2 separate regions of the Oryza sativa genome follow, and region 2 is linked to region 1. Evidence: chromatin contacts called from public HiCAR-type data. All regions are on one chromosome and are shown on one strand. The core of a region is the stretch at or near the end of the contact, and the rest is flanking DNA. Distances in the headings are between cores, read along the strand shown.

The links. HiCAR-type assays count read pairs that join an accessible place to other places.
Region 2: a HiCAR-type map of leaf shows a contact between it and region 1, with 2.7 times the contacts expected there. The contact joins the promoter of LOC4333003 here to the promoter of LOC4332995 in region 1. A contact is called at or near these places in 1 of 15 Hi-C or Micro-C datasets (seedling) and 1 of 4 datasets of contacts at active chromatin or transcription factors (leaf).

The regions. Positions count from the first base shown.
Region 1 is chr3:15,679,066-15,684,261 of ASM3414082v1, forward strand. It overlaps LOC4332995, which reads left to right and starts at 2,475. Exons shown (of 10, transcript XM_015777155.3): 1 at 2,475-2,670; 2 at 2,890-3,046; 3 at 4,289-4,412; 4 at 4,509-4,595. The coding sequence starts at 3,006.
Region 2 is chr3:15,810,385-15,815,580 of ASM3414082v1, forward strand. It overlaps LOC4333003, which reads left to right and starts at 2,667. Exons shown (of 5, transcript XM_015777804.3): 1 at 2,667-2,890; 2 at 2,963-3,036; 3 at 3,182-3,311; 4 at 4,007-4,276; 5 at 4,357-4,985. The coding sequence starts at 2,762. The coding sequence ends at 4,626.

The DNA.
Region 1 (5,196 bases), core at 1,225-3,724:
ATTAGGGAGTATATTAATTTGAGTCAGGTAGAAAGGAACACGGCACAAATTATAATTTACCTGTCAGTATTCAGCATGCATTGAGCACGTACTACGCATTAATAAGGATTATCTAAATCCTTGCGCCTACTGTGTGTGTATATATATATAAAATTTATTTAGTGCTCCATGGTGTCCGGGCTTCATGATTCAAATTGAGTATATACTCAATTCAAATGAGTATAATTTTTTTTAAATGTTTAGGTATTAATATTAACTACTTTACTAACTAGTTCAAAAACAAGTTTGAACTAAATTTAAACATATTTTTGTTAGATTTTGATTCTAGGTATATAGCATCCAAACATATAATTAGTTAGGTATGTAATATTGTATTGTGAAATAAAGTTAAATTTGAGTTGTTTTATTGCTAGGTATAGGTATGAATCGAATTCTTACAACTAGGTATATACTCACAATTTAAAAATTTGAACGAATTTATGTATTTCATACCATGGTACCCGGTACCCCCATATGAGTGTCATATATATATATATATATATATATATATACCGGTGTTTATCTATCTATAGATAAACAAACACGTACCTACGAACGTATGCAAAGTCCCTGTCATCCAAATAAGTTGAAACGAAGAACAGTGTCTGGTCCAACCGACCAAATTAAATTATACTCCTACTAGTAGAGGTGGAGTTGGTCGGTCCGGTCGGCATTTCGCATTCGTCCGGAACGATCGATCGATGGGCGGATGGATCGTGACGTACGCGCGCGAATCCAAATTCCACCGTGGAGGATGAATCGATCGGTGTCGTTGAAGCAGCCAGGTGGCTACGGGAGGTTAATTAATTTGAGTGACGGACGGACGGACGGCCGGCGTCAGTTTTGATATGATGGTGGGGGCCAGCGTTGCAGGTGTACGTGCATGTGGTGCACGTACGTGTCGCGTGCCACGTGTGGTTGGGTTTGGGTGGGAGTTGTGTGGCCTGGGCGAGAGGGTGAGAGGCCGGTGCCACGTGTGGAAGGGCAGGCAGATGGGCACAGCTATCGTCTCTTGTCGGCAGCGTATATACACCCCCTACCGGGGCTAGCATAGCAAGCAGCGGGACCGATCACCCAAACTACTTCCATCGACTCCAATCTGCAGCGTCTTCTTCTCGGTCTTTCATCCGCGTGCGCCATGCGGGAGGTAGCTAGTACGTAGTACCACGAGTACAAAGCAAGCAAAGCTACATGGGGTGTGTTCGGAAGCTCTTTTTCTAAACCGTCTCTCTCCTTTTTCACGTGTATGTTTTTCAAACTGTTGAACGGTACGTTTTTTAAAAATATTTTTATACAAAAGTTGCTTAAAAAATCAAATTAATCTATTTTTTAAAAAAATAGCTTACACTTAATTAATCTGTTTTCCGTGCGGAGGGTTCTGTTGGGAGGCTGTGGTGGCCTGTCTGCGCGCGACGTACGCCACGCGAACGAACCAGCCGCTCACGCTCACATTGTCCTGCACTGGACCTGGTGTGGTGCAAGCAGGGCACACACATTTACACATTTGGCCTCATCTTTCCACTTAAGCTTTTACTTATCAGCTAAAATTTAAATTTTCAAGTTTAAATTTGAAGTTGATTTTAAGATTTTTTATCGAAATTTATTTTATAGTCTTTACTTTTTAAACTATTAAGAACACGTATATAAAAGTTTTGTTCACAAATTATTTTTTTTAGAAAAAATATGCCATTTCGGTTATGGTTAAAATCAGCCAAACGATAGCTTCCATTGTGTTGAGTCGATTCAGAGAACCACGTAGTGTTGGTACACTATTTTGCATTTAAACTGACTATATATTACATTCCCGATTCCTCTAAGACTTTTGAAACTTTATCCTCCCTCCGTTTCAGGTAGTAATATATTTTAATTTTGGTCAAAGTCAAACTAATCTTTAACTAATTCTTAAAAAAATAATATTTACAACACTAGCATATGCTAGTTTTATTAAATCTATAATTGAATAAATTTTCATATTATATTTATCTTGTGTTAAAAATATTACTATTTTTTTATAAAATTAGTCAAACTTAAGTAGTTTAACTTTGAATAATCTGTAACCTGAAAGGGATGGGTACTACAGTACGATATTGCACGAGAGAATTCCACGTCAGGTGCGAACGAGAACGGCACATGGCTGTCAGCATGAGAACACATGCCAGCCCATGCCTTCCCGTCCCTAGATCCGCCATATCGTGGCGGCCGGCGAGAGCGACGAATCACCCCAGTCCTCAGCCCCGCGTGCGGAAAAGCCTATCCATTTTATGGTCATGCTGCTTGTCCTGCACACGGCTGGGCCTGGGCTCCTAGACAACCCCACACCGTGCGGCCCCCACCACCCGTGGGCCCACCTCGCCAGTCCAAACCAACGGCGCCCCGACGGGGTCCAAACGGCAGGCAGGGCTCGCCTATATATACCTCGGAGAAAGAAATTAATGGCTACTTTTCTTTTACGCTTCTCCCCTCCTCCCTACTACTGCTGGTGACTAGTTCTACTACCACTCAAAAACAACAAACATAGCTAGTGATCTGATTTGCATTCAGGTCGAGTGAACAACCCAACCAGCAAAAGATCGGAGGAACAGAAGGGTTTGGTTGGTTGTTCGGAGGAAGGAGCATTTCGTTTCGTTTCGGGTGAGCTGTCGTTTTTTCTCACGCTCTCCTCCTCCTCCTTGTTTGTTACAGTTCACGCTGTTCTTGATTCCCCCTTTGGATTTCACCTCATCAATCTCGCCTTCCCTTTCCTTTTGCATCGAGTTAATTTCCAGTTCCAACAGATGGAGATACTGTATATAAACACACACGTTTAATTATTTGCTGAATCTCCCCTAATCATTCCTCTTCTTTTGGCAGATTGATTCCCGGGTTTAACATATTATCATCCATGGCCCACGACTTGCACGACGACCTGGAGTTCGTCTCCGGCGACGACGACGACTACTACTTGGAGTTCGATCACGATCCCGGCCATGGCTTCCACACCTCCGCCGCCACTTCAGCCTCCCAGACGGTATGGGTTAATTCCGACTTCAAATTAATTATTTCTATATTTGTTTGTACGACCCAATATTTATGTTGATCACTAACAATCCTACAAGATAAACTGTTACATTACCTAAAGAAAAAAAATAAAATGATTAAGGGGGAAAAATATCTTTTGAGTTGGTGCGCCGTTACATCAACTTAGTTTGTCCATATATATGTCTGACAAACCATGGTCACAAGGTTTTTTTTTTCCAGTGAAAATTCATGTCTTCTTGTTTACATAGCGTTTGCCTTAGTTTGTGCAATTTCTGGTTATTCATGGACGTTTCAGGTAAAGATGCAATCAAAAAGCATGTCTGACACTATGGTCCTCACATATTCATAACGTTTGAAACAGATTATTCACAGGATTCTTGTCACGGATTATCTACTTAATTATAACGATATATTTAATACTTTTAGAAATAAACTTAACAAATAGCTTAAACAAGTAGTGGTCTAGAAAGATGTTATTTTTTACAGGCATGGATCAAATTATCCGCGGTACTAATCTAGTGAAGTAGCTGTAAAGAACGTAGTAATTGATAATTTTATATCCTTTGTTACAAAAGTAACATAGGGAACCACACTTTTGGGATGTTTGGGGGTTTTTTTTCTACCACAAATAACCTGGCTTGATAATGAACAGAAATGAGAGAAATTATCAATTGACTGTTGGGAGAGAACCCTGGTAGCTGCTACACGTCCAGAGCAACATACTTTTGCACTGGTTGTACCACTAATCTTTCTTTGTTGGAAAATTATACCCCTTTCTACTACAGTATATATAAATATATGGTTTATTGGATGAAAAAAGATGGGAGATTCAGTTCATTACTGCCAGTGGGATGTCATTGAATTTAGGGGAAAAGAAACAAATTAAATGAAGCACCAAAGACTATTCTCGGATTAAATTAATACAAAATTATATAATGTTAAGGTATTCCACTCATAATTCAATGTATTACATATTACATTATACTGCTCAATCTAATATGGTTTGACTGGTCAAAAGAAAACGAGAGAGGGAATTCTACAGTCTTTGATCAGAGAATTACATATATATATATATTCGCGTCAGCTATACCAAGAAAATTGCCAGTTTTTGCAAAGATTAGAAAAAAATGGTCATGCCAGAAAAGCAGAGTTCCATCTTCCCCAAAAGATCTCCGATTTTGTTTTACCAAAACTGCATAAAACTGCAGCTAATAGGTGCTCTCTATTTCAGAACAAGCAGATGGACGATACCGTGGGAACGGTTGAATTATAGCAGGAATCAGTATCGCGAGATGAGACTAAGGCAATATAAGAATTATGAGAACCTTACTATGCCGCGTGATGGACTAGAAAAGGTGAGATTCTTGTGTTTTTCTACTTAAAACAATACTCTTCCTCTTGCACTTAAATGTTTTTGGTTACATATATATATTATTCATTTGTTTCTCTAGGAATGCAAACAAGTGGAGAGAAAAGACACATTCTATGATTTTCATTTGAATACAAGACTTGTCAAGTCAACAATAGTTCATTTTCAGGTACCGATTTCCTCTGACCTGTCATTCAGATACTTGTATGCATAAGAAAGCTGGCGTATGCATTTGGGTGACCGCTTTATAGAAAGTTTTGAATTAACAATGCTAGTTAACTTTATGATTTGTTTGCATAGCACCCTATGAATGCTATACTATATTTTGTTCATCAATTTTTGAAAAATACATAACTAGATACCAACAGTCTAATTTCTAACCACAATTATTTATGGTAATAGAAATGGAAGAAGTTTCCCTCTCTTTCTTAAATAAAAAAGTCCACAAGCTTAAATAAAAATTCATCTATGTGGTATCAGCATCTATCATTATTATGCACATGATGTTTATCTAGCTTATTCTTAGGTTTGTTATGATTAACAAATAGTCTCCAAAATTTCGTACTGTTATGCATACCATTTGCATGTGCACAACCTGCATCACTATATTCTGTTTAATAAAGTGTACTGTCTGTACCTTTCTGCCCTTTTGTTTATATAGACATAATATTTACTGCAGGTTGTATGATGAGTTGAATCAAAATATGCTAAACTGAGATAGTTTTCGATACGAGCAAATTAACCCATGATATTAGGGCAGATGCAATATC
Region 2 (5,196 bases), core at 1,417-3,916, 130 kb after region 1:
AAATACCTTTAGACATGTGAATCATATTATGAAAAGTGGTTATTCCTTTATTGATGTACACATCATTGTAATATGATGCACAATATTATATTACTGTATTTTGCATGAAATATATCTGATGTACGATATAAATTGAGTTAAAGCTCAATTGCTCATATCTATATCATAGAAGACACTTTTTTTTTCTAACATGAAAATTTAAAAGTTATTAAAGATAATACAATTAGACCGTAGCGTTTAGCACGGGCATATTAAATGTTGGAGACGGGCATATTAAATGTTGGAGGTAGATGGTAGTTCTCCGATCATTTTCTGATCCGAGACCGGCTTATTCCTGGGCCTGCACGCCGGTAGTGAGCCCCCCTGCATCGGGCCCGGTCGCTACAGGGATGGGCCCCATGTTAGTGGGCCTGACGGGACGTGGCGTGCCAGAGGAAGGCCACCATTTGGCCCAAGGGCCCGAAGGCCCGTACGCGGCTGGACCACTGGCGGCCGCGGGCCGGTTGGTCGGTCCGGATCGGACGGACGCTGATGTGTCGCGCTCGCGTTTCCGCGGCGAATCCCAACCGCTCGTCGCGTCGTACGCAGAGTGAGTGGGATCCTCCACCCTCCGAGTCAAACTACAGTACAAACAAACACACATGATGTTCCACGACAACAGCTGAATCCTTTTTATCGTTCATGCATCTGCTGATAGGGGGTGCTACCAAATTTAGCGTTATCCAACCAACTCCCCCAAACTCACGTCACCTACTACCAATTCACGAGGATTGAAACAAAATAACGGGCTGTCCTCAAAAATTTATTTTTATTTCCTAAACCGGAAATAGGTAGAAAAAAACTGATCTCTCCAAAAAAAAACCCAGATTTTCCCCTAAAATAAAAGTGAGCCATTCTATTAAACAAACAATTTTGGAAATGTAGAACATTCTCAAGTAATAAACTAAAATGGAGAAATCGAGAGCCTTCTAACATTTGAACAACTACTTTGGTTCTTCCAATAACCAACCAGCTCAGTAATATGATAAAGTATCTACTAAACATATCTTTATTTATTTGCCATCTTTTGGCCACTATCAGAAAAATAAATAGATAAGGAAAAGTAACATTAGAAAAAAATATTATGGTTTTTTCCCTCAAAATAGAACATATTTCAGATATTGGTTACATTGAAAGCTAAACTCACATTAAGAGATTCTTTGAAATAGTAATACTCTTGAAGCAAATTATAAAATCAATTTATTTTACTAAATATATGTATATGCAATTGACTAATGGGCATATAAGATAAGCCATATAGCAGGCACGCCAATAAGCGCACTGATTTTCTTGTTGATAATTAAAATATCACTCAAGGTTACTAATACCAACCAACATTAAGCTATAACAATAGACACAATAATGATTTTTGAATTGTATGCCAGTTCAAGTAGACACTCGTTGTGACTGTATGGCCAAGAAACTGTTGAGAGCGAGCAGAGCATTTCTTCAAGGAGCACCGACCTAATTATCTCATACAGTATATCAGTTAATAGTAGTGAAGGCAGGCTCACCATTACCAGTTTACCACCCCTATCTTTTAAAATAGCATAGGAAAAAAATGTGAAAATACAGTACCACTCTATAAAACTATTACTAGTCACAAAGTGCACCTATTTTATATGTAGGCTCCCATCGAATGGCCTAATAAGCCAAAGAAAAAACCAATTTTAAATTTTCAAAATTAATTTTAAGTTTAATTTTGAGATATTTTCAACGTAATTTCTTTTTTAGTATTGACTTTCAAGTTACCAGTAACACATATAAAAATTTTACATACAAATTTATTTTTATTCCCTAATAGGGAAAAAAACCAAACAATGGGGCATGTAGTACTATACTTAGGCTGTGTTTAGTTCACACTTAAATTAAAAGTTTATTTGAAATTGAAACGATGTAATGAAAAAGTTGAAAGTTTGTGTATAGGAAAATTTTGATATGATAAAAAAGTTAGAAGTTTGAAGAAATATTTGGGAACTAAAGACGGCGTTAAACAAGCGAACGAACCAACCAACTACAGTGCTTTCACTGATCTGGTTGGCCGTCTGTGTACGTGAAGCCCGTGCGCGATGTGCTACAGCACCCCATTTTTCACCCCCGGTACACTCCCCGTCCCACCGGCACTGGGAGAAGAAAAAAAAAGAAAGAACACCTGACCCCACCTGTCAGTGGGCAGTAATTACAGTAGCCACGCGTATGGACTAGACTAGACCTCACCCTCCTCCTCCAGCTCCAGCCCATCACACTACTAAGGCCCTGTATAGATGGGACTAAAACTTTTAAGTCCCTATCACATCGGATGTTTAAAAATTAATTATAAATATTAAACGTAGACTATTAATAAAACCCATCCATAATCTTAGACTAATTTGCGAGACGAATCTAATGAGCCTAATTAATCCATGGTTAGCCTATGTGATGCTACAGTAAACATTCTCTAATTATAGATTAATTAGGCTTAAAAAATTTATCTCGTGAATTAGCTTTTATTTATGTAATTAGTTTTGTAAGTAGTCTATATTTAATACTCTAAATTAGTGTCTAAAGACAGAGACTAAAGTTAAGTCCCTGGATCAAAACACCACCTAACTACTACTACTTCACCTCACGAGTCTCACGCACGCACCACCTCCCTTTCTAGAGAGAGAAATAGCACCAACAAACAACAACGCCTATAGTCTAGTAGAGCCTAGAGAGAGAAAGCGCGAGGAGAGGAGAGGAGATGGAGCGGCCGGCGCCGGTGAGGAAGTCCCACACCTCGACGGCCGACCTCCTCGCCTGGCCGCAGCAGCAGCACCAGCCCGACGGCCACGCCGCCTCCACCCCCTCCCCCGCTCGCCGCCCCCACCAGGTTTCCCCTCCACACCGATGACCTTCTTCTTTTTTTTTTTTTTGGTTGAGCTCACGCATCTCGGATTTGCAGCCATCGGAGGCGCTGAGGAAGGTGGTGTTCGGTGGCCAGGTCACGGAGGAGGAGGCCGAGAGCCTCAACAAGAGGTAAGGAAATGGGGGATCCGAGGTGGAGGTGGTGGTCGTCGTCGTCTTGATCCAGATCAAGCGTGATCCCGACCTGCGCGCTTACTTTCTCGGCTTGGATTGATCGATTGATTGGTTGGTTGTGTGTTTGTGTGTGTTTTCTCAGGAAGCCATGCTCCGCGCCCAAGTGGAAGGAGATGACCGGGAGCGGCATCTTCGCGGCCGGCGCCGACGGGGAGGCGGAGGAGCCCGGCAGCGCCGCCGCGCCCGGCCGCGCCGCCCCGCGCAATTACCAGGTGCTTGCTTGCTTGCTCGCTCGCTCTAGGGAGATGCAATGGAGCGAATTCACCAGATTGGGGGTTTTCTCTCTTGCACTAGAGTAATGCTAGAGTAGATATTATTGTTGGAAATTACACGATTTCATATGATGGGTGCATAATTTTGCAATGCTGTGTTGCTTGTTAGCGTGAAAGTTATGAGAAAAGCTCGCGGCGTTGTTAATGCGTATTTTAGCTTCTCTGTGGAACAAATTAGTTCAGATTGATGGGTTGAACAAAACCTATTAATCCAAGTTGTAGTTAGTTGTTTGAACTGAAAATTGCTTAGCTTTTCGTTTTCTATACTATATTTTTGCTCTACCCACTTCAAATGTCAAATATCATCATGCCAACGTATTGGTCTGATTACATGGTAAAAGTTCCCAAATGTCCTACTGTAGGGTTAATTTGTTCAACAATGAACATTACTACTAGCCTTGTTTTTCTTTATGGGTTGCTGTTGCTGCCATCGTTTCTCGCTTCACAATTTTATTATCTATAGAATGTACTTAGTGAATCTGCGGTATGGGCAAAATTGATAATTATTTTTTCAATAAAGGGGAGCCAAGGAGGGGCAGTAGTATTGTCTAACATGACTTAGGTTTACTGCATTACATCAGATGAATCCATAATGAACGATATGGAGATTAAAGCATTTTTTTTAATATCTGCAGCCAGTTACTGTGAGCCACATTTCATTTGCTGAGGATGGAAGTGTTCCTCCCAAAAAGCCAACTTCAGTGGCTGAGGTAGCAAAGCAGCGTGAGCTTAGCGGTACTCTGCAAAGTGAAGCAGACAGTAAGATGAAGAAGCAGATTTCAAATGCAAAATCAAAGGAACTCAGTGGCCATGGCCTTTTTGACCCTCAAGATGTAAGGCCTAATGGGGCAAGGAACACAGCAAATGGCACCGGTGCCTCACACACACCTGTGAGAAATGCAAATGTACTGCTACCTGCTTGTTCCTTCATTCGATTTATGTGTCCTGAAATGCAATCTAACAAATAACTGTTCTCCTCAAACAGGTGAGCAGCTTCTCGTTTGGGGAGGCCAACACTGACAGCGTGACGAAAACTGCAAAGAAGATAACTGGCAAGAAATTCACCGATCTCACAGGCAACAACATATTCAAAGGAGACGAGGCCCCTGCTTCTGCGGAGAAGCATCTGAGCACCGCGAAGCTGAAAGAAATGACTGGGAGCAACATATTCGCGGAAGGACAGGCGCCAACCCGAGAGTATCATAGCGGGAACCGCAAGCCTCCTGGCGGCGAGAGCAGCATTGCGCTGGTTTAGCATTCTGGTGGACACCGTCGCTGTCCGTGTTTTCCTCTTTAGGATGAACCCTAGGAGTCGTTCTATCAGCAGATTGAGCTGCCAGTTTGCTTTCCTGTTTCGACGGTTAGGCATAAAGTTTGTTTCCTGCTGATGTGGGTAAAGACAGGCTATGCTCTCCTAGCATAACATTTGTTGTGGTGTTGTAGTTTGGTATGGTCAGTCACTTTGCTGTGACATACTCAAATGGAACAGCCTACATGGTGTGCGCTCTCATTTCTGTGACTGAAGATGCCGTTGCTTTGGTGTCTCTCCTTTCATTGTGTACGCCAGATCTGTACTGTTGACAAATAATAAATTGGTTGGTATGTTGCCTAAAATGCAGCTGTGAATACAAAGTGAAACGTCTCCTGTTCAATTCCTGGCGTATATATATTATAATGCACATACGAGATGCGGCAAGCGAGTGAGTTTTTAGTAGGGATTTAGCGCGGTTATGAATTAATCTTTGTTTTTCATTATTCAACAGCGTACATCTTTTCATGTAATTGAAAGAAAAAAAGCAATTATAAATATTCTTACCTAACGATT